Linked DNA regions of Mus musculus: regions 2, 3, 4, 5, 6 and 7 are each linked to region 1. Evidence: chromatin contacts called from public HiChIP or PLAC-seq and promoter capture Hi-C data. All regions are on one chromosome and are shown on one strand. The core of a region is the stretch at or near the end of the contact, and the rest is flanking DNA. Distances in the headings are between cores, read along the strand shown.

The links. Promoter capture Hi-C pulls out the DNA fragments that hold promoters and counts their contacts. HiChIP or PLAC-seq counts read pairs in DNA pulled down with a chosen protein or histone mark.
Region 2: a promoter capture Hi-C map of cranial neural crest shows a contact between it and region 1. The contact joins the enhancer-like site here to the promoter of Spata6 in region 1. A contact is called at or near these places in 3 of 39 promoter capture datasets (the C10 cell line, cranial neural crest and liver) and 3 of 115 datasets of contacts at active chromatin or transcription factors (large pre-B cells, pro-B cells and stem cell-derived neural progenitor cells).
Region 3: a contact with region 1 is called in an H3K27ac HiChIP or PLAC-seq map of large pre-B cells, with 11 times the contacts expected there. The contact joins the promoter of Trabd2b here to the promoter of Spata6 in region 1. A contact is called at or near these places in 6 of 39 promoter capture datasets (the 3T3-L1 cell line, cranial neural crest, liver and 3 more), 2 of 115 datasets of contacts at active chromatin or transcription factors (large pre-B cells and pro-B cells) and 1 of 9 other capture datasets (embryonic stem cells).
Region 4: a promoter capture Hi-C map of the 3T3-L1 cell line shows a contact between it and region 1, with 5 times the contacts expected there. The contact joins the enhancer-like site here to the promoter of Spata6 in region 1. A contact is called at or near these places in 5 of 39 promoter capture datasets (the 3T3-L1 cell line, cranial neural crest, hippocampal neurons and 1 more) and 1 of 115 datasets of contacts at active chromatin or transcription factors (the NIH/3T3 cell line).
Region 5: a contact with region 1 is called in a promoter capture Hi-C map of pre-B cells, with 4 times the contacts expected there. The contact joins the promoter of Eps15 here to the promoter of Spata6 in region 1.
Region 6: a promoter capture Hi-C map of second pharyngeal arch cranial neural crest shows a contact between it and region 1. The contact joins the enhancer-like site here to the promoter of Spata6 in region 1. A contact is called at or near these places in 5 of 39 promoter capture datasets (the C10 cell line, cranial neural crest, frontonasal cranial neural crest and 2 more).
Region 7: an H3K27ac HiChIP or PLAC-seq map of large pre-B cells shows a contact between it and region 1, with 6 times the contacts expected there. The contact joins the enhancer-like site here to the promoter of Spata6 in region 1. A contact is called at or near these places in 5 of 39 promoter capture datasets (the C10 cell line, cranial neural crest, frontonasal cranial neural crest and 2 more), 2 of 115 datasets of contacts at active chromatin or transcription factors (astrocytes and large pre-B cells) and 2 of 9 other capture datasets (adipose tissue and liver).

Annotation. Positions count from the first base shown.
Region 1 is chr4:111,718,560-111,721,652 of GRCm38.p6, reverse strand. It overlaps Spata6 (spermatogenesis associated 6), which reads right to left and starts at 1,643. Exons shown (of 13, transcript NM_026470.3): 1 at 1,396-1,643. The coding sequence starts at 1,446. Gm33192 (a long non-coding RNA gene) reads left to right here and starts at 304. Exons shown (of 2, transcript XR_376552.3): 1 at 304-436.
Region 2 is chr4:114,592,438-114,595,530 of GRCm38.p6, reverse strand. All of the region lies in intron 4 of Trabd2b (TraB domain containing 2B), which reads right to left. All of the region lies in intron 1 of Gm33655 (a long non-coding RNA gene), which reads left to right. Among named protein-coding and RNA genes, the nearest start is that of Gm12829, 86 kb to the left of the region's middle. Within about 2 kb of position 1,545, at least 17 of the 459 cell types and tissues checked have an H3K27ac peak or open chromatin away from gene starts, as enhancers often do.
Region 3 is chr4:114,405,262-114,408,354 of GRCm38.p6, reverse strand. It overlaps Trabd2b (TraB domain containing 2B), which reads right to left and starts at 1,631. Exons shown (of 7, transcript NM_001085549.1): 1 at 1,436-1,631. The coding sequence starts at 1,537.
Region 4 is chr4:114,335,443-114,338,535 of GRCm38.p6, reverse strand. The region is part of intron 1 of Gm40228 (a long non-coding RNA gene); the gene reads left to right. Among named protein-coding and RNA genes, the nearest start is that of Gm40228, 9.6 kb to the left of the region's middle. Within about 2 kb of position 1,680, at least 23 of the 459 cell types and tissues checked have an H3K27ac peak or open chromatin away from gene starts, as enhancers often do.
Region 5 is chr4:109,278,702-109,281,794 of GRCm38.p6, reverse strand. Eps15 (epidermal growth factor receptor pathway substrate 15) reads right to left here and starts at 1,520. Exons shown (of 25, transcript NM_007943.3): 1 at 1,351-1,520. The coding sequence starts at 1,383. It overlaps Gm40225 (a long non-coding RNA gene), which reads left to right and starts at 1,472. Exons shown (of 3, transcript XR_868003.2): 1 at 1,472-1,773.
Region 6 is chr4:109,459,120-109,462,212 of GRCm38.p6, reverse strand. The region is part of intron 1 of Rnf11 (ring finger protein 11); the gene reads left to right. Among named protein-coding and RNA genes, the nearest start is that of Rnf11, 16 kb to the left of the region's middle. Within about 2 kb of position 1,567, at least 98 of the 459 cell types and tissues checked have an H3K27ac peak or open chromatin away from gene starts, as enhancers often do.
Region 7 is chr4:109,686,748-109,689,840 of GRCm38.p6, reverse strand. All of the region lies in intron 1 of Faf1 (Fas-associated factor 1), which reads right to left. Among named protein-coding and RNA genes, the nearest start is that of Faf1, 12 kb to the right of the region's middle. Within about 2 kb of position 1,685, at least 12 of the 459 cell types and tissues checked have an H3K27ac peak or open chromatin away from gene starts, as enhancers often do.

The sequences.
Region 1 (3,093 bases), core at 394-2,893:
AACTGCAGTCTGTCAGGCTGCTAATCCATTGGTTACAAAGAGAGGAAGCAGCAGCCAATGACAAAGTTATGGACTGGAGTTCATTTTTTACTCACTGCTCTGAGTTTGGCATATTTAGAAATCATTATGCATTATTTTGGTAAACTAATCTTACTTTGCAAAAAAGCATTCCCAGAAAGTCAACTTGTGATGCAAGCACTAAGGACTAGGGACAGTATAGTTTCTGAATAAAAATTCCTGCCTCTTAAACATAAGTCCCAGAAACTTGCTAGCTCTCCGCCCCTGCAGCTCCCTGCCCCCACCCAAGCTTCTCCTTAAGACTGAACAAAAGACTTGAAAGAATTTTGTGACTTCTATGCTGGTTTAAGTTCAGGGCTGCTGCAGCCACAAGGAGAGGAAATGAAGGCCAGAAAGAAGTGAGTGCAGCAAGCGTGGGGTAAGTGCAGAGAAAAGCTTAGTTTGGAGGCCAACAGGGGTGGGGGTGGTAATGCCAGAGAGCCCCTTGGGGCAGGCCCAGAAAATGACAGGGAATATGTACTGTTATCCCTACTTATGCAGTGATACCAACAAGTAGGCTGAGTCTTAATGAGGGCATTTCAAGGATAAAGGCGTGAAAAGCAGCAGAATAAGAAATTGAAGAGGTTCTCCTAGAATGCCTCTCCTCTAAGGGGAGAAAGGGGGTCTCTTGGGAATGACACTGAAGGACTTCAAAAATCTCTGAAGGAGACTGCAGTTATCAAAGGGAGTTGGGGCTTCTCAACACCCGGAAAGACCTCAGCCCCTCACTGGATGGCAGGAGGGGCTCCCCACCTCAACTAGATTTACTGAAGGAGGCTGGACAGAGTCCCCTGAATTGAGAGTAGATGAGTGGAGTTACAAGCTCCAAGCAGTAGTTGTCCGAAAAGCTGACCAGGTCTTTCTTGGGAGGATTGGAAGGATGCAAAGTCTGGAGTGTTTGGGTACTGGAGGGAAGAGCTGAAGTGGCTTCTGAGGAGTTGGGTTTATTCTGAGAGGAGAAACTAAGAAAACTTGGTGCAATGACGTCACAAGTAAGTTGTTTTTGGAGTTAGGGACTCCACCATGACTGAAAAGGCGTTCCTACTTTAACTGGAAGCTAGGGGAAGGATCTGAAAGCGGAAATGCTACACACCCCAGACTGGAGCAAGGGTTCAGGAGTTCCTCACCAAAAGAGTAAAGCAGAATTCAAAGGAACTACTGCCCCAGGAGCGGAACTCCGAAGTGGTGAGGAAGAGATCCAAAAGCACTCCAACTGGAAGTTGGGGTGAGGCCCCCGAGAGGCTGGAGTGGGAAAGCACTGGAGATTTCCAGGAGTCCCCCAGGGCCGGGGGCGGGCAGCGGACTTGGAGGCTGAGGCGGGACAGGGCCGGTACTCACAGAGCGGATCTCCAGCGCCAGGGCGCATTGCAGCGCCTTCACCTTCGGCATCCGCGCAGGGTAGGGCGGCGGGGAGGGACCCCGGCCTCCGGCCCGACTACGGCGGGAAGACGCGGGGCGGGACGAGGGACAGGGAGGAGATGAGGTGGCGGCGGAGGTGGCAGCTGTGGCCCCCAGGCCGGGGCCCGCGGTCCAGCCTGGGTCCCGCCCGAACAGCAGCTGAGCGCGGGGCGCGGACTCGTTGTCATGGCAGCCTGGAGGGGCGGGGCCGGAAGAGCCACGCCAAGGCCGGACACTACGGAGCAAGAGGCAGTGGGCGGGGCCCGGATTGTGGTGGGAGGGGCTTCAGTGGGTGGGGCTGAGCGGCTCTTCTGTGACGTAAAGTTATGAGTGCAAATCATAGGAAAGGGAACAGCTAGCTGTGCTGTGGGCCTCAACCCAGAACTGAGAACCCTGGGTTTCATGAGCAAATTCAGTTAGGAAAACTGAAACTACAGGCTGACACCTGTAGTTTCAGTTTTCCTAACTATCCTATAATTAGTAATCTTCCTTGAGTTTGTATTTTATGATACAATTTACAAAACCAATATAAGAAATAGGAAAATATCGCCCAAGACAAAGGCAAAACAGGGCTGGAACCCAGGATCTCTCAAGTAAAATCCCAGACGCCTTCTGGAATCACTATTATGGTCCTCTTATTAGTCACTTGTTTTGTGATTCTCTGTCAGTGTGCCCCTATTTCCTTTCAGGATTTCCTGTCTAGTTCACCACTACGCAAATCTCAATGCCTGTTGCCCAGGCTGAACTCTCAATAACAGACTCACAGAATAGAGGAGCCTAGCCATAGACCTTCAAAGATAAAAAGAACCTAACAAACTGTCGAGTTAAAGTCCATGTTAAAGTTAATTTTAATACATTAACTTTAGAGCACATTCTAACAATGGAGAGGAAAGTACCTGTGATTTTATCACCCAGTTGAGAAACAGGATGTTACTGAGCCAAAAAAAAAAAAAAAAAAAAAAAAAAGAAAAGAAAAGAAAAAGAAAAAGAAAATGCCTTGAGCATTGCCTTACCAACTTTTCCCTGATAGTAAACCCTGCAATGACCTCCATTACTGTAAGTCTTCTATGCATTTCCAAACTACATTCTGCTCAATTTGTCTTTTTTATGTTAAATAGATTTAATACTTATATATTCTGTGATTTGTTTATCTCCTTATGATACAGAAATATACAACGACTTATGTGTACATTCTTTATCCTATGTACTTTTGATGAGCACTTGTATCGTTCATATTTTAGCTTTCATTAACAATACTGTTATGAAGGTTCTGAAATATGTTAGCAACTGAGAGGTAGTTCAGCAATTGAAAGCACGCTGTTCCAGAGGACTAGAGTTCAATTTCCAGTACCCACGTTGGGCAGCTTACAGCTACCTGTAACTCCAGCTACAGGGGATTTGGTGTGACTTCTGGTATCCTGATAGACTTATGTGTATGTATACATGGAAACACAGAGATAAATAATTTTTAAACCTTTAGAATATGTCTGTTAATATATGTGTATGTATTGAGTTGGAAAGCCTGTGCAGGCTTTGCACATGTGGGGTCTTTAGAGTAATACGCAACATCTTCCAAAGCTGCACCAATTCCTGCTTCATCAAGAAAAATATGACTGCTTTTTTTTCCACTTTTTGCAC
Region 2 (3,093 bases), core at 296-2,795, 2.9 Mb before region 1:
CAGGCCAGAGTCAGGGTCCAGCATATGCTGTCCCCAGGGGTTGGCAGACAGTGCTTAGGCTTGTCTCCAAAGTTGGAAATTCTGAACAAGGCACCACCCCCATGCTGGAACCTGCAGGCAAGGTGGTGGAAGGTTTCCAAAGGGGCCCCACAATGTTGGGGCTCAGCCTGCTTGGCTTGCCCATCCTCCCTGGGGCTCCTGGCCACCACTCAGCATCTCCCTCCAGCATTAGCTTCCAGCTGTTCTCTGGCCAGCTCTCTGCAGGAAGACACGTTCCATTTCATTTGCTGAGTCCAGAGAGGACAACAGAAGAGGAAAGAGAGGGCGGGGCACAGGGAGCTAAGGAGACACAAAGAGGGAAGTAGGAAGAAAAGCAGAGGGACTATCTATTACAGGGGGAAAATGGGAGTGGGGAGGAGAGAACTTTAGGACCTAGGAAGCAAAAGAAAAGGGCAGAGAAGAGAGGCCAGAGACCAGCTGTAAGAGATGTGGTAACAACTTCAGGGGGAGAAGAGGGAAGAGGAAAGATAGCCAGATGGGAATGGGGGTGGGGGAAAGAATATGATAGGACAGAGATTGGATGAAACCCACATAGAGAATGGAAAAGAAAGAAGCCAGGAGAGAGAGGACCAGAGTTGGCAGCAAAGGATGCAGTGCAGAGATGGTCCCAGGATGGACAGCATTAGATGGTCATCAGGAACATTCAGGCTTCAACACCATGGGGCAAGGCTGGACTTGTCTCCTGAAGACAAACCAGGGGCCACTTACAGACATCTACATACAAACAGGAAAGGGGTGGTAGGGTGTTCCAGAGTTGAGAAGAGGTTCCTTTCTTCTGGGTGTATGATGGGCTGTGCCAGTGTACAAGGCTTGGAGGACAGAGAGCATAGTCTGCCAGTCCCACCTGACCCTCTGGCATGGGTAGGTAGGGCATGGCAGAGCCTGGGCACAATACTCAGCCCATCCATGAACCCTGTGGCCTTGGGTAGTTTCCTTTCCCTCTTTGTGACTCAGCTTCCCCAAATGCAGTTGTACCATCTGGCTTCCATCCTCCCCATCCCCCACACTGTATGGTTTCACCTGGTGGTGACCTTAATACATTTAGAAGCTTCCAGACCACACTGTTCCATTTCATCCTCAAGTAGCCACTGAAGGTGCTCCCACTTTATAGATGAGGAAACTGAGGCTCAGCAAGGGGAATAGGACTTGCCCAAGGTCACATGCTGGTACGAGGTAAGGCTTTTTGGGGCTCATCCCCAGAACTGATCCAGTTCATGGCAAGCTCCATCACGTCTACTCTGAAGTACTTGGCAGCTGCAGAGATGCCAAGATCATGGTTGGGGGCAGGGAATGGTCAGAAATGTGTGTACCTTCCAAGGTTCAGCAGATTGGAGAGAAAGTGTGTCAAGTGCTCAGCATGAACAATGCGCCAATTAACTGGGCAATTTCAAGACTGCAGTGGGGGCTGGGTGGCGGAGGAGGAGAGGACCAGATGTTTCCCCCGCACAGGCTCCAGAGTAACGCGGGTGCCTTCGGCCAGCACACATGTTTTCTCTCCAGTGAGCATGCGGGTTTCCAGTTTTCCCCTCCTGGAAGAGGCATCCCAAGTCCGTATTTATGTTCCGTCTGAAATTAATGCAAGGGAAACTTTCAAATGCGAATCTCACTGCCAGGGCCTCCGGCCGGATATCAAACCAGAGCCATGTTTGTTTTCCCTAGGAAGTGTGACAGGAGGGGTGGATAATGAGGGGCACCAGGGCTTCTAGTCTATCCAGAGCTGTGTGGAGGGGACCTGGCTGACCTGGGCTTCCTCTCCTGCTCTGCAGTCACACAGCAAAAGGCTGAGCCTTCTCAGTTCATTGGGGACAGACTTGACATGGTCTGAGTAGCTAGCTTCATGCCAGGTTCTGAGACGCACTGTGGTGTCTACCCAAGGGAGAGATAGGTACACACAGAACAGTGATGAAGGGGCACAGGGATCAGGGAATGAGGAGGTAGGAAGGATGGAGAGGGTAGCTGTGGAGGCACAGCACCAGGGAATGTCACAGAGGGAAGAGAAGATGCCAATAGCGACTGGTCCTGCAGTTGAATATAAAGAGAAAGAGGAGGGGGAAGGTACTGTGAGCACTGGGGCAGGAGGGACAAGCTGTGGAATTCTGACTGCCCCAGGATGGTAAGAGGGCAGACTCTAGAAGGGACCAGACAGCATTTTCCCTAGCAATTGTCTGACAGGGTTGGAGAAGTGCTCTGCTTCCTGAGGTGTGGCACGGGAAACAAGGACATCCTCGGGAGTTGGTGATGCAGGGATGGAGCCACAGCCCCTTTCCTTTTAGTAGCCTTCGCTCTGTGCTCCTGTGTGGAAGCTTCTGGGATGCCGGGAATAAAAAATGAAACAGGGATGGATGAAAGACTGACTCTGCTTTGCCATCACTGTGGCAAAGGTGGACACAAACACCCTGGGTGACAAACTGCCTGCAGGCAGAATGTGCCTGCCGTGTTTGGATTAATTTTCTCTTTCAGCTACTCAATAGTCCAACTTGCCCATGTCACACAGGTATAAAAGGCAGAGCTGGGTCTATGCCTAGCCATGGCTCAGGTGTGTCCATAGCAAGGCACTTTTGAGGGTAGCTGCACAGACAGTGCCCAGCCTCCAGGCTCTGGGGAGGCTCCTATTTGGAACAGCCTGTGTCCTGGAACTTTTGCAGGCATCTAATGCATGCTAGGCTGTGGGAGGCCAAGAAGAATCAGCCATGGCCCTCTTCCCTCTGGTGCCAGATGACCACAGACACAGGCAATGACTGCTGTGTCTGTCCAGGCTAGTCTAGGGTGGGATTCGTAATAGCCTTCATGAGTTTGGGTCCCAGCTATGATTGGGACAATCACTCTCTGTAATCCCTGGCTTTTCCTGAGGTTCAGTATCCCAGGGTCTAGGACCTCCTGTTGGCTAGAGACATATTTAGGGACAGAGGCTCATCCTGTTTGTGGTGGTTTGAATAGCTATCCCCTCCCCCTCCCCCAGACTCATGTATTTGAATGCTTGGCCCATAGAGAGTATCACTATTAGGGGGTATGGCATTGTTGGAGGAAGTTTGT
Region 3 (3,093 bases), core at 382-2,881, 2.7 Mb before region 1:
TACTCTGAAAGCAGAACACCTATTAAAAATAGCACACCTATTTCAGCAGCTCCTTCCCGTTCATCGGGTGGGTAAGGCTTTCTTCTTGGAGGGCAGGTCACGGGTGTTAGCTACTTTGCTCCACTCACTGAGACCATAGGTGAGAAAGGGTTTTAAAATCTTGCAAAGCCAAAGCAAGTCTCAGTTGCTGGTGTGGGAGGAGAGGATTTCATAGAATTAACCCCAGGAAGCATACATATTCTGGGTGCTTTCTAAACTCCCCCCACCAAAAAGGTGAGCCTAGCTCTCCATTTCCAAGTCTGTCTTTGTCTGTGACCTAGGCACACACTATGGTTGTTTTTTCCAGTATCAATTAGGATTTGGAAAGAAACAGGAGTAGGGGACTATCTCCCAAGCAAAGTCAGTTTCCATCTAGAAAAGTCCCTGGAGTGACCACTGACCACTTAACAAACTTTAGGTCAACTCATAACATATTCCTCCCTGATTCTGGCACAAATGAAAAGTATTTATTGTGGGTGGTGGACACAGAACCATAGTTTACCAACAAACCTTACAAATGTGAATGCACAATAGACAGTGCCTACCAGCTATCCAGCTGGTTTCTTGCACAAGGCAGACTGCTAGCTGTGCACCTTGCCCAAGGCCAACCTATGCCCTGCTAATAGGGTAGCACAGGAAGATCCTGCAACAGTATTCTCGTCTCCTGGCATCTAGTTCAGGATGATTGCCAACGCATTAATCTATATTTGAAGATAAGGGCATTGCAGGAAAAAATATCAAGAGATGCCGGGTTTGGAGAGGAAAGTTGGGAGAAGCAATAATTACTTGGTGCCCTTAGGAAAATATTAGACAAGCAAGTTCATCCTGTCATTTCCGTTTCTCTCCTATGATATCTTACCCTTTTCAGGAAACAGGGGCATTTGGGACAATCGGTACTGGGTAGGGTCTGGGGTACAGAGGGAGAGGAGTGAGAATGAGCACCAGGGTTGGAGGATCCAGCCTTAGGTCAGAAAAAGGGTCAAGGAGAGGGAGGGATGCCTGGCCTGGGGCACTGTGTGAATGAAACAGCAAAAGGGTTGGAAGTCAGGGTGTAGAAAAGGGTACTAGGTGTTGGGAAGATGAAGTCAGAAGAAGGCAACCAAAGGGTAAAGGTAGGATAAAAGACAGGAGAGTTAGAAGCGGACACAGAGAGGGGATCCATCCAACCAAGACCAAAAGTCTAGGGGAAACTGTCCGCGAGTGGAGAAGGAACCATCTGGGCTGGGCTCAGACTTGGAGTCCGGGAGGACAGATGCTAGGGAAGGGAGCCCAGGCTGTGCCCAGAGGGCGGAGGTGGAGCGAGTGGGCTGAATGGAGAAGGCTGGTCCCAAACCCTGGCCCCTCAGGCTGGAGTGTCCAGGCAGGCGGGAGAGTGGCAGGGCTGGTGCTCGCTCACCGATCCAGGCGGCCGGCACTGTCCTCCGTCGGGGGGTTGCGGACGGGCGCGGGCGGTGGCAAGGAGGGCGGCTAGCAGCGGCCCCGCCAGGGCGGCGTGCATCCTGCCGGGGCCCGCGGGACGCGGGGGTCCCTCTTGGGCAGCGCCCCCTCAGCAGGGCGGGGAGCCCCCAGCTGGGCACCGAGGATCTTCTGGAGCACAGGGCTCCAGGCGCGAGATGCTGGGAGCCCGCTGGGGCGTGGCTGGATGTCCCTGTCGGACCTGGGGGTCTCTCTGGGGCGGGGCTCCGGTCTGTTGGAAGAGGGGGATCCTCTGGGGCGGGGCCCCTCACCAGGGCGCGCAGCCGGGTTGGCCGAGCCCCGGAATTCTGAGAGCGCGCAGGGGTCCTAGAGCGCGTGGGGGTCCCGGAGCCGCGTCAGGGTCCAGGGGTACGCGGGGCTCCTGGGGCAGTCCTGAGATTCCAGGGTGAGCGGGGGAACTCGGGTTATGCTGGGCACCCGGGGCGCGCAAGGGTCCCAGGGGTGCGCGGCGCTCCAGGGGGCGCGCAGTGGGACAAGTGCGGCAGAGGGCGCGGCGGGGCGGGGGTCTGCTCTGAGGTGCCGGGCTGCCCCCGAGCCCGGCTCAGAGGGGCGGCGGGCGGCCGCGCGGCCGCTGCCCGGGCTCCGCCATGCTGCTCCGCGGCCGGGAGGGAGGGAGAGAGGAGGGCGGGAGAGCGGCGCGGAGCCGGGCCGGGCGGGGGGCTGGGGCCGCCGGGCGGGGGAGGGGAGGACCCGGCGCGGGAGGCGGGGGGCCGGGGCCGCGGCGGGCCGGGCCGGGCCGGGCCGCAGGGAGTCGGAGCGAGCTCGGCGCCCGGGCGCGGCGAGGCGGGGTCTGCCGGGCATGGCAGGCGCTCGCTGGCTCCGCGCTCGCTCTCTCGCTCGTTCCCTCGCACGCGCGCGGAGGGAGGCGAAGCCCGCAGCAGCCACTTCCCAACTTTCCAAACTTCCCAGCGCAACTTTTTCCTCTCCTCCCCTGCCTGCGCCTCCTCCCTCCTCCCTCTCCTTTCCTCTCCTCTCTCCAGCTCTGCGCCGGGATGTAGCTCCTGAGCGCTACCGCCAGAGGGCGTCTGGCTCAGTGGACCTTGGGTTAAGGTGGAAGTCCAATGGTCAGGCTGAGACAAATTTGGGAACATGGGCCAGTTTCTCAGAGCACATCTGCGAGGCCTGGCGAGAGTAAGCAGTTAACAGGACAGGATTTGTGTAGGCACTTCGAGGTATATCGGAGAATGAGATGGTCACTGGAGATCCAGAAAACGTGGTATTTGCTTACAACGTTTTGTCATGCTGCTGTGCCTAACACCACCACATGTGTTCCTAGGCACTCTGCAAAGACCCACTACATTAAATTAAAACATGTCTAAAGAACATAAAACAATTAGAATTCCTTGGAAGCTCCATTCAGTCAGTCATTCTCCTGTCTGTTTCTCTGGGTGTACACACACACACACACACACACACACACACACACCGCTGTTGTTAAACAAGATTTGCTAAGACTCTATCCTGATATTGGAGGTTAAAGATAAATTGTGTGATATTATCAGAAGTCTATAGCTGACAGACATGATGAGATATGCAAGTAGACAATTAAAATACAATCATAGCAGAAGACCAAGAAAA
Region 4 (3,093 bases), core at 431-2,930, 2.6 Mb before region 1:
GCTCCAGTCCTGACTTCTTTCAGTGATGAACAGCAATGTGGAAATGTAAGCTGAATAAACCCTTTCCTCCCCAACTTGCTTCTTGGTCATGATGTTTTTGCAAGAATAGAAACCCTGACTAAGACAATGATTCTATACTCTACTAATTCAGGGCTGTAACCTTAGAGGTTATTTTGTATTTTTCCAACTATTTGTTGTAAGAACAACTGTAAAATTAATATAACTGACCTCTTAGTATTTTGAACAGGAATCTAGAGACAACTATATTAGCTAGTAGAATGCCTTGTCTTGTGGCTCAGAACTATTCTTCCTGTTTGGGACCAGTTCTGCCTGCCTCTGGTTCTCTGTATCTTAGGCTGAAATAGAACAGATTTCTGAATCAGAAAGTTTCAGGAAGTGATCTTGGGCTATATGGGTTTATACCACAAAGCATGATACCCCAGGTAGGAGCCTATAGTATAAAACTCAATTGTTTTTAAAAGTTTATACCTTGTCTACTTTTAAGGGTTCTTTGGCCTCTGATATCCTTCAATGACACATCACAGTTCTATGAATTAAAACTAGGAGAAAGCATGAGAAAGGTACAGGGTCAAAGAGGGTAGGAGCCTGACAGGCCATGATCTGAGCTATGATTTGAGGACCTTAGGTAACTGGGAGAGGTGGAGTTTGTCTCCTTTACGTACTGTCTTACTGATTTTTTGCACAACATTTAGCATAGAATAGATGTTAGCTGTTCATCCATTGAGTGGATCAAAGGAATGTGTATAGAATAGTTCTTCAGATATGATATGTTGAGAATACATACTGGTTAGGTTTGTTCTTAATTTCTTGAAGAAACACTAATTTAATGCACGTATCCAGTATAGAACATTACTAGATTTTTCACTTGTTAATGGCTACCAAATCACACCTTCAAATGAAAGTTTTCCAGAGGACTATAGGTCTGAGGGGGTAGAAGGTTGGGAATGCTTCCTGCTCAGAAAAACCAATGCAGGCAGAGCTAGATGGCATGAAGCATCTCTGAGAAGGTGTCAGTAGTATTTGTAAGAACTCAGGTTTTTGAATCTTTTCCTGTGTCTGTAAGCCACCATTGGTAGAACTTCAGGTGATTCAGCCTTTGAAGGAATCTGTGAGGCAAGGTTGTTCACAGGGAATGGGGATTTGTGGAGCATAGAACTCCTTCAAGAAAGGGCATAAAATGATTATGGACAAGGACAGAACTCTATGGCTGAGGAAAGTGGTAGCCAGAGACTGGTAGGAAACAGAGGAAGCAGCTCAGAAATAAAAGGAGCCTTGTAAGCTACCTGGAGCTGCCTGGTCTGACTTCTCAAAGGATAGGGTGGGCTTCAGGGTGGCTTTGAGGACACAGGACACTTCACTGTGGCTCCATACCAAGCTTTATTATGGGATACACGGTTAACACTGCTTGAACTCACCCCTTCTATTTTAACCTTTTTTATTTTAAGCTAAGATCTTTCTCTCCCAATGGAGTTCTCCCATCTGGTCACAGAAACTGGATAAGTGGAAAGAAAAATCCTAGGATGCTGGAATTCCAGGAACGTTTCCAGAATGCCAAGAAAAATAGTTCTGTGATGAACCAATGGCACCATGGTGGCAGATCTGGAGAATACATTTGATTCTGTCTGAGTCACCATCTTATAGTATCACAAAGTCCTTGAGGTTGTCTGGTATATGCCATGATGGCACAGACCCAGGACCTCAGACACTGGAGGGAAGCCCCAGTCAGTAGCAAAGACAGGCTTTGGAACCAAATGCTGTAGAAACATGCCCCATTCTGATCAGATGCCAGAGGTTTCTGCATGGGTTTCTTAGGAGCTGTCTGACATGTAATTTTGCCTTATCAGCAGGAAGAAAGGATGACAGCGGGCAGTCTTCCTGGCCAAGCAGCCATCAGGACCCACATAAATATTTTCTCAGTGTCTGCATGGCCAGAATCTGCTGGCTGGCTTCCATGAGACAGTAAATAATTCAGATTGGTTGCTTCCTGACCACTTTCTTGGGTGTGTTTTCTGACGACTGTGTCTTTTGGAACGGACTCTGGGGAGACCTTGATAAGGGCAGTGAGCCAAGCTCTTACTGGATTCTGATGATGGCACATTGTGGTCAGGAAAGAAGTATCCGTGGGTCTTGATGTCTGTGCACTTGGAGGCAGAAGATGGCTTTTTACTCAGTCCTAAAGATCTTTCAAGTGGGGTCAAGAATGAATTTCAGGCACTAGGGTGGGGTGAGGTTAGAGTTTCTGGGACCAAAAAGTCAGAATTCAGCTCAAGTGGTAAATTGGGTAAGCTTGACCAAAGGCATGCTGGGGTTTTGGCAGATAAGCCAGTGTGGAAGGGAGAGATAGTACTGGAGCCAGTATGGTCTTAGATTATTACAGTGACCAGTTTTGGAGTTGTAAGTTCATGAGAGAGTGGGTGCAATAAGCCATATCTATTCATGTGAATTACCCAAGGCTTCTGAGGAGATGGCATTGGGACATTTAGGAATATACATGGTAGTTCTGGAAGTCAGGCTCTGGATGTCTTGCCTGGTTTATAGTAGGACTTCAATTGATAGTGGAAAGGAATGAAAATGGAGGGGAGGCCAGGCAATGTCTAGAAAAAGTGCCAGGGCTAGAGTGGTAGTGCAAGTGAACCTGGCAATGTTGGGGGGATATTAATAAAATTCTAGGTCTTATTTTCTGGTGGAGAGACTCTTAATTCTATGTCTCAAGCATTGTAGTTTCAAGATCCTTTAGAGGTCTGACTATGTAGTGGGAATGCTTTAGAACCTGTATTAGACTGACCTAGAAGAAAAAGCACAGGTCCCTGGTAGGTTTAAGGACACAGAATTCTAGATGGTTGGAACTGAGAGAACCTGTACTCATCAGTTGGCTCTTATCTTACAATGGGGATATTTGGGCCATGTGTCTTATTTGTCTTGACTCCAGCCCCACATGGTTGCTCAGTAGAGAATACAGTTGTTCTATCCCTGGAGGAGGTGGGGAATGAACTTATGAGGTAAGATATGACTTTTTAATATAAAACAATTATTGACTACAGGATTGGGGCCCTTTAATCTCCAGCAAGGATT
Region 5 (3,093 bases), core at 271-2,770, 2.4 Mb after region 1:
AGCCAGCATGAAGTCCTGAGTCTGATCCCTGGCGATGAATAAACTAATATAGTGGTACAGTCCACTTGGGAGATGGAGGAAGAAGGATCCAAAATCAAGGTCATTCTTGATATTCTTGATTACATAGTGAGTTCAAAGCCAGCTTGATCTATTTGAGACCCTGTCTCAAAATAAATAAGTAAATAAAATTTCCACCCTGGCTCCTGGGGAAAATACTTTTTTATCTCCAAGTTCTTGGAAAGAAACACCTCAAAACCTCTTTATCATAACATAGAAATAATCTATTACCCAAACACATGCCCTACCTTATAAGTACAGGCAAATCTAGGCCAAGGAGACAAGATGGCAGGGAGCTATCACAGGGCAGGCTGATAGGCTGAGGTGGGCTTATACCAGGGAGTACACAGCCCCCAGCTATGGAGAAGGCAAACTTCTGGGCAGTGAAGATGAAAGGGACTGGCAGGTGTTTGGTACCTCATCCCTCCTGGGTGTCTTGAGATGACTACGCTTGGTTTTACAGAAACGGAGAACTCAGGTTCTCCTAAGTGAGTGATGTTTAGATGTATCCCTCGAGGATGGGGCTCTGAAGGAAGAGAACATTTTAATAATGATGATGATGATAAAGAGGCGAGACTCCGAGAACAGACTCCGAGAACAGCTTTTGGTCGAGATCGTCCCAGGACAAAGTTATCTCCCCGGTGGTTCCGGGCACCAGGGAGGAAAGAGGCGCCCCACCTGCAGAAGGCTGGCACCATGACCCCTCGGACGACGATCAGAGACGGCGCCCTCGCGGGTGGGAAAGTCTGCAAGGGGATCTGAGCAGAAGTGAGTGGGTCAAGTGCCCGGACAGGATGCGACTTCTGGAAGCCAGGCTGACTTGAGGGAACTGAGGGGAACTCGGCAGTCGTCGCTCCCGCGGACCGGAGCAGAGCGAAGCTGAGGGAACCCTGCCCCGCCGAAGTCGAGCCTCGCATCGCCCGCGGCCGCTGTCTAGCGTGAGCCCCACCGGAGCTCACCTGGCGGCCGTCAGGCCCGGAGGAGAAACTTGCCGAGAAGGTGAGCGCCGACGGGACCTGGAGGAGAGCGGCGCGGAGACCCGCGGCGGGGGCGGCGGCCGGGTGGGAGCCGCGCGGGGCGGAGCCGAGAGCCCGGCGACCCGGGGCGGGGGTGCGGCGGCCCCGGCTCGCCGCTCCCGCTCCGACTCGGGATGGCGCCCGCACTCCTCACACGCGCTCCCACCGTGCGGCCCGAGGGCAGCCGCCGCGCCAGCGCCCCAGAGCGGTGGAGGGGGGGAGGGAGGGCCGGGGAACCCCGGCGGGTCGAGCCGGGCCGACCGGCGGGCGGCGTTACCTGTGTCAGGGAGAGCTGGGCTGCCGCAGCCATGGTGTTTCCATCATGCACGGGAGGGGAAGGAAGGACGGACGGACGGGGGCCCGGGGCGGGAAGGAGGCGGAGGGACAGGCCGTAGGCGAGGCCGGCGGCCGGGCGTCTCCCCGAACTTCGACAACTTCCCTCCTCACGCCGCCCCGCCCCGCCCCGCCCCGCCGGCCTCACAGGCCGTGGCGGCGCGCAAAGCCCGGAGCGGGAGTCTGAGCCGCGGAACCAGGCCCTGACCCCGGCCTCCCTGGAAAACCCGGTGCGGATAGGGCTCTGGGGTGGACGGTCAGCGGAGGCGGCGCCACAGAGACCTGAGTTTAGGCAGGTCACCCACCATCCTTCTTCCTGGGCTGCTGTTTTCTGTAAAGTGCGGGGAGAAATTAGAACCATGTCCAGGTGGGTTGTGGGAACTAAAAAAGTAATGGTACTAAGTAATGACAGGAGCGGTTTAGTAGTAATAACATTAAATAATTCTGATTGTGTGTGATTCTGCACTAAATGCTTTTGTTTGTTTGCTGTTTGTTTAAAACAAGGTCTCTCTCTGTGTAGCCATGGCTATCCCGAAGCTCACTGTATAGATCAGGCTGGCCTCAAACTCACAGAGATCCACTTCCCTCTGCCTCCAGAGTGCTGGGATTAAGGAGATGTACCACTACTCCAGGCCTAAATACTTTTTTAAAAAATTGTGTGAATAGGGGATTTGAAACAGAAAGAAGTTATACAAATGAGGATGGTGAAAGCCAGCCAGGCATGGTGGCACATACCTTTAATCTCTGAGAGTTCCATGCCAGCCTGCTCTACATAGTGAGTTCAAGGACACATAGTAAGGCCCTGACTGAAATAAAAAGAAAAGGGCCTCCCCGAAAAGAAAAAACAAAACAAAACAAAACAACTCTCTTACCCGAAGTTTAAAAACTAACTAGAAAGCTGGATTACAAATCTTTCTACCTGCTATCACATTAAGAAGGCATGTAAATCCTTCTAAAGTAAAAATCTTGGGAGCAAGAAGGAACTGCTTGCCTTGCCTGCTCCCTGTCCTGCCTAGACTGTTTAATTTAAAAAAAAAAAAAAAAAAAAAAAAAAAAAGCAGGTGTAGGGCCACAGTGGAGTTCAGAGGTACAGTGAGTGCATAAAGTCCCATCTCAAATTCTTTTTTTTTTTTTTGTCTGGTTGGTTGGTTGGTTTTGGTTTTGGTTTTTTGAGACAGGGTTTCTCTGTATAGCTCTGGCTGTCCTGGAACTCACTCTGTAGACCAGGCTGGCCTTGAACTCAGAAATCTGCCTGCCTCAGCCTCCCAAGTGCTGAGATTAAAGGAATGTGCCACCAGTGCCCGGTTCCTCTCAAATTCCTTTTTGTCATAAATGCCACCTCTTGACAGAGTATTGTCTCTCCAAACTAGTGTTCATACTCTTTTGTTGACTTTACTAGAAGAGGGCAACAACCTCCTAATGACCTGTTTACATAAGTCTAACCACCCCCCTCAGCTCACCAGTGGCAGAGATTTTTTAATATATATGTATTTTAACACCATAACATTATAGTATATGCTTAAATGAAGGCCTTTGTCCTGCCTGTATTCAACATTATACACCTTACTCTTTTTCATTTTGCCACACTTAGTTAGAATAAGGAACCGCTTACCTGAAATTGTCATCTGCAAAGGTTCTTATTTAGGGTGACTACTGCCGTGATGAAACACCATGACCAAAGACAACC
Region 6 (3,093 bases), core at 318-2,817, 2.3 Mb after region 1:
GCTGGAGTATAGATGAACTTTGAAAGCATTCTGAGTGAAAGGTCTGCCACAAAACAGTTGTTTTTTGCCCCCCCCCCCCCCGCCACTCCCTTGAGACAGTATCTCAGACTGTAGCCCAAGTTAGCCTAGAATTCACTATGCCCAGGCTTGCCTTGAACTCATTAATCTGCTTCCTCGGGCTTCTGGCTGCTAGAATGGAAGGCATGAGCCACTATGCCAGGCAAAAGATCATATAATAGTACAATTCTGTCTACAGAAAATGCTCAAAATAGGCAAATCTATAAATATAGGTAATGAATACAGGATTTCTTTTAAAGGGGTCAAAATTCTGTAAAATTGACTGATTATATAGTTCTATTAATATGGAAACCTTCAAAATAGTGTTTGTGTGCTTGGAGGGGGGGAGATGCCGAAGTGCATTTGCCTTATTTTTTGTGGAGGGGGAACTGGGGATAGGGTTGGGAGTAGGTGTCCTATGGCCTCTGTGTAAAGATGGGAGGACAGACAACATTCTAAAGTAAGCTCTCTCCTTTACCATGTGTTTCCTGGAGAGTCACACTGCGTTTAACAGGCTTAGTGACAAGTTCCTTTACCTGTTGGACCATCTCTCTAGCTCTGAAAAATTAATTCTAGATAGGATCTCACTGTGTACCTCTGTTCTAGAACACACTATATAGATCAGGCTGGTCATAAACTCAGAGATTTGTCTGCCTCTGCCTCCCAAGTGCTGGGATTAAAGGTATACACCTCCACACCTGGCTACAATTTAAAAACAAAAATATGTCTGTGTGGGGGTATTTCACAAGAGTGCAGAGACCTACAGATGTCAACATCATATTTCCCAGTGTTGCAGGCAGTTGTGACCGTCTCCTCCCACCCCCCCACCCCACCCCCCAAAAAAAAAATGGATACTGGGAACTATCCTCTGCGGGTACTCAGAATCTTAATTGATGAGCCATTTCTCTAGGTCTCTGAATTAATAAAATGCAGGCTGAGGATATGGTTCAGTTTAGAGTTCTTGTTTGCTTAACCTAAATGAAGCTTGGGTGTGAGGATGTGTTGGACCCTAATTATATTCTTACAGAATGTGGTAGCACATGACTAATCTCAGCAACTCAAGATGTAGGAGCAGAAGGATCAGGAATTCCTTAGCTACAAAACAAACCTTAAAAAAAAAAAATACCAGTCTATCTCCCTAGGTGGGGTGCTCTTTTTCAGACATGCAGGCCACTCTGGGTTATACCATCTAAATATAAAGTAGTATGTCTCGGTATTATAGATGGCATGTAAGGCTTTTATTTAGTTCTCCATGTGTCATTTGGAGACTACATATAAATGCAGTCTTGTTTTGTTGGGGTTCTCCCCTCACTCTTTTATGGTTAAAATTAATGAATCATCTAAACTAAAACATACACTGAAACCAGCTAGTTCAAATCTTCCTTTTTATGGCCTTAACTGTAAGTCTGGCAAAATTTAGAGAAAATATTCCCAGTAAGACACTGCCACTGGAGAGGGGGTGTGGCCAACAGCCGCATGTTAAGGCTGTAAAGAGTGAGCTCTTATTTCCTACTGGCTGAAAATATACAGCTGTTGGTGACAGGCTGCATTCTTTAGTAGTGACTTTATTTTTCCTTCACCACAAGCCAGACTTGTACTATTTCCAGCCTTGGATATTATTTAGGCATGTCCCACACTGCATTGTTTTAGTTTCGGAAATTGTATCATATTCCCTAACTTGAATAAACAGCTTTAAAGAGCAGGGTCTCCTTGTACTCAATTGTCCTTAGGCTTGCTGTGTAGCCAAGGATGATTTTGAACCTGTGATTCTCCTGCCTTCACCTGAATTGCTGGTGTTACAGGTGTATTTTACCATGCTGGTATTGAATCCAGCGTAATGAAGACACATTTACTTTTGGGATGTGCGTGGGGCAGGAGTTGAGACAAGGCTGTATGTAGGCTTGGCTGCCCTGGAATTCACTGTAGACCAGACTGGCCTCTGCTTCCCAAATGCTAGGATTAAAGGCACATTTTACATTTTCATTTGTTTCTTTCCTGGCTTATGTTAAGATTAGGGCCCAAAGTATAATTGACAACATTTGCCATTTTATATAGATGCTTTTTTAAATATATAACAAGGAACTAGGAATATAGTTTGGCCTAGCATGTATACAACTATGGGTTTGATTTCCAGCAGAATACATGTTATATAGTAAAAATCAGAATATTTTAGAACTTTATTAGTGGGCCAAAACTGAGGGGTGAATATCTAACTCATTATCTATCATATTGTTTTCTGTTCATTGTATATTGTGTTTTCTATAATGTTGTGTTTTTCTCAAGGAAGATTTTAGTTTAAAATTATTTCCTTAGGGCAAATACTTTTCAGTACCCTTCCACCCAAGCAGATGGGAAACTAAACAAATTATTAAGGAAAATATTGTTTTGAAATATATTTGCTTCTCAGGTTATGAGTTCCATATTACCTCAATTTGGATTTGTATAACAAATCTGTTTCCTATCAATGGTAAATGATGGTTTGATAAGACAGTTTTTAATCCAGTGCTTGGGAAGCTAAAGCAAAATGACAACATGGGCTTACATGTCAAGTCTCTGCTGTAAAAAAAAAAAAAAAAAAAAAAGTGTGGGGGGGGAGCTGGGAGCATAAGATGGCTCTGCAAGTAATTGGTATGCCAGATGAGAGGACCTGAGTTCAATCCCCCAGACCTACATAGTGGAAAGAAAGTACCAACCACATTGTTCTTAGACTTCAAACACACTAAATACAGAAATACAAGTAAAGAGCAAAAATATTTGGTAGAATAGAGGGAAAAGAAGAATCTAAAGGAATCAGAGGATGACTAACCTCTTGTCATTCTGTTTGTATATCCACCTTGGGAGACTTAAGTGAGGTCATCATAGAGTGGGCTGGGCACTGAGACCCTGGATTATGTATTTTCCTTGCCTATTATTTATGTTTATTTACTTGAGACATATTTTCACAATGTATCCCTGGCTAGCCTAGAACTTGGTATGTAAATCAGGCTAGTCTCAAGCTAGAAGCAATCTTCTTGTCACTACTTCCCCCGAATTAGG
Region 7 (3,093 bases), core at 436-2,935, 2.0 Mb after region 1:
AAAATATTTCAATGAATAGTTGATCCTTTAAAAGTATACCAAAAAATAGAGCTTGGACTGGGGCAGAAAATCAAAGAATGAAAACCATGGATGGAATTTCAAAAGTCATCCTTGATCAAGTGATTCTAAAGTTCTAGGAATCTGATACAAAAGAAAATGTGTAGATCTAATCCAATTCACTAAATAACCCTCAACCTATAATTTAGGAAACCCCCTAAGTTACTCTGGTATACACTAAAGTTTGAGATTTATTGATTTTGATCAGGTTTTAGCACTATCAACTTTTAAGACCTGATAATTCATTGTGGGGTAAGGTGCTATCCCATGCTTTACAGATATTTATCAGTATCTTTGGCCTCTATACCCTAAGTGCCAGCAATACATCTTCAAATACTGCTTAATGTCTCTATCACAGAGAAAGGAGCTTCAGGTGAGGAAGTACCTGCATGAGATTCAGCTGTGGGGCATTTTCTTAGTTGGTGATCAAGGGGAGAGGGTCCCTGTGTGGTGACTTCCATTGGGCCTTTCCAACCATAAAAGCCCTCATTCCATGAGTCAGGGAACCAATATGTGAATTCTGCCAATGTCTAAGTATATCTACTCCAATTATACATTCTGGAACTGGGGAAATAAACATAGGATGATTTGGGGACACACTGGATCTTCTGTAAGTCCAACTAAAAACAAACCACTAATTCCCCCTGACATCCCAAAGCCCCTACTTTAACTGGAGGACTACAAATACTTTTTGGAGTCTCCAGGAACCCATATCAATTCAAAACCAGTACAACAGACCCCAGAAAGTCTCAGTATTTTCTCTTTCCCAGTATACAGATGCCCTTGTAAAAAGCTGTAGGTACCTCTTAGGTCAAGACAGAAGTGCTAATGAAACCCTTTTAGCAAGGTACATTCTTAGGGTGATCTTGCCTTATTTCATTCAAGGGATGCTGGATCTACTGGCTAAAGTCTGGAAAATGGTTCACAAACCAAAGTTCTCAATCACCACAATCCAATGTAACCTTTCATGTGTACCAGAAATTTTCTTCCCATACAATTCAAACATAAGCATAGGTTTCTTATCTATCTCATTCCTAGAAACACCATGACTGACTAGCCAGTACCAAAGATCCATACAAAGCATGCCACCCCAAAAATCACTTTGCCTGGACTGCCCATTACAAGCCAGACCTGAAGTGGGAACTTAAGGGTTCTTTGGAAAGTCAGTTGTGTTCCATTGTGTTTTGCTAAGGCAAACATATGAAGGAGCATTTCCTGAAGCAGACATAAAGTGAAAGCATGTTCTGCTAAGGCAAACATGTGAAGGATTCTTTGCTAAGGACACGCATGTATTGGCTCACCTTACACCATATAATTGAGCTGCGTTTATCTGGACTCCATATAGAGAAACTCACCAAAACACTTCTGGTTTTTGCAGTTTCTTTTTGCTTCTGCAGACACAGGCTGACTGGCAAAGTGATGTCAGGTAAGACAGACACACTGTGCTGAGTCAAGACACTTGCTGAGGCAAGGCCCATGGAGGACACATGATGTTTAGAGAGAGTATAAAAGGACTCGAAACACAGTGATGGAGGCTGAGCAAGGCTTGCTTCTAGAGCTGACTGTGCAAAGCTTGTTTGTCTCAAGTCTTCACTGATCTGAGCTTCGCTGAAAGGCACAGACAAGAACTTTTCCTGGCATTCCTTCCTGGTCCCTCCTGCTGACTCATGCCAAGGCTAAGGCCTGGCTGTCTCTGCTAGGTAGTACCACTGCTCCTGAATTATGTTTGCTATCCTAACTCTACCAAACCAAACTGCTGGTACATACGTGAAGTGTTTTCTAGTAGGTTGAGCTGCCACTGCTAACCTATAAACTGAACTACTGATTTCCAGACAACACAGACCAAAGACCCTTTCTAACAGGTCCAATTCCCCTGTATCCTTTCTTTTCCACTACCTCTGGTGGGTGAAGGGCTATACAGGAGGTTAAAGCATTTAAGAACCATCATTAAAAAGGTTTTGAAAATATTAAAGTTACACAGACCATTATAGACATGGCTTTGCCTGTGCTGCCTATTAACACAACTACACTCATCTTTGACTAGTCAGTGTTGGCCCTGGCCCCTAACACTGTATATCCCAACTAAACCCATCACATTTAATTCATGCAACTGAGCAGCATCATCTCCAAACCTAAAACCTGGAACAAGAAGAAGAGTGACTACAAAGCTCTTCAGATGTGCTGGTGTCCCTTTTACCATTTTGTATCTCATAGTATCACTGATTGGCGCGGCTTCTGTGCCTTCCATGTGGGGAGATTAAGTATTATACAATATAGCTTAGCTACTCTAGCATTGCAATTTCCGTGAACCTTAAAATCCAGTCATCAACACTAAGCCATGGGATACTAGACATCTCCAGCTTCTTCTCAGTAGACCATTGTATGGCAAATGCTTCAGCCAACCAATCAAACTTTTAACACTTCTTTTTTGACTGTGCCAAGTTCCATATTAAACCTCGAATATCCACACAGTGAGCCCATATAATGAACTCAGCCTGATCCAATTTTATGTTCCTTCCACCATTATCCCAGACTCTTAAAATCCATTTCCACACACACTCCCCAGGCTTCTGCTTGAATCAATTAGCAAAGTCATTAAACAGTATTTTGACTACATTCTGTTGTATACTACAACCTCCTCCTGAACTGCACTACACTTTCTATCTCCCCTCTAGGAGCCTGCTTAGACTTAAATATGGTTATAGGTCTAACCACTAGAGCTAACTACTGATGGATGCAGAGGGACATCAGTATTATCTAGTCTGGAATCTCCTTCAGGGAAAGTCAGTGAGGGTTCCACAGACAAGAAAGAATTTTCTCAGGAATAAATTTCTTAGGGTTTCTATTGCAATTATATACCATAATCAAGAACTCATTAAAAAAAAAGGAGGAGGAAGAGGAAGAAGAGGAGGAAGAGGAAGATGAGGAGGAGGAAGAAGAGCCACAGCAGCAGCAGCAGCCAGGGCCCAGTCACAATCAAATCAAAGCAAAACCAAACTTCAAGCATGTAAAAAGGTCAGTGCTTGACATCTAGGA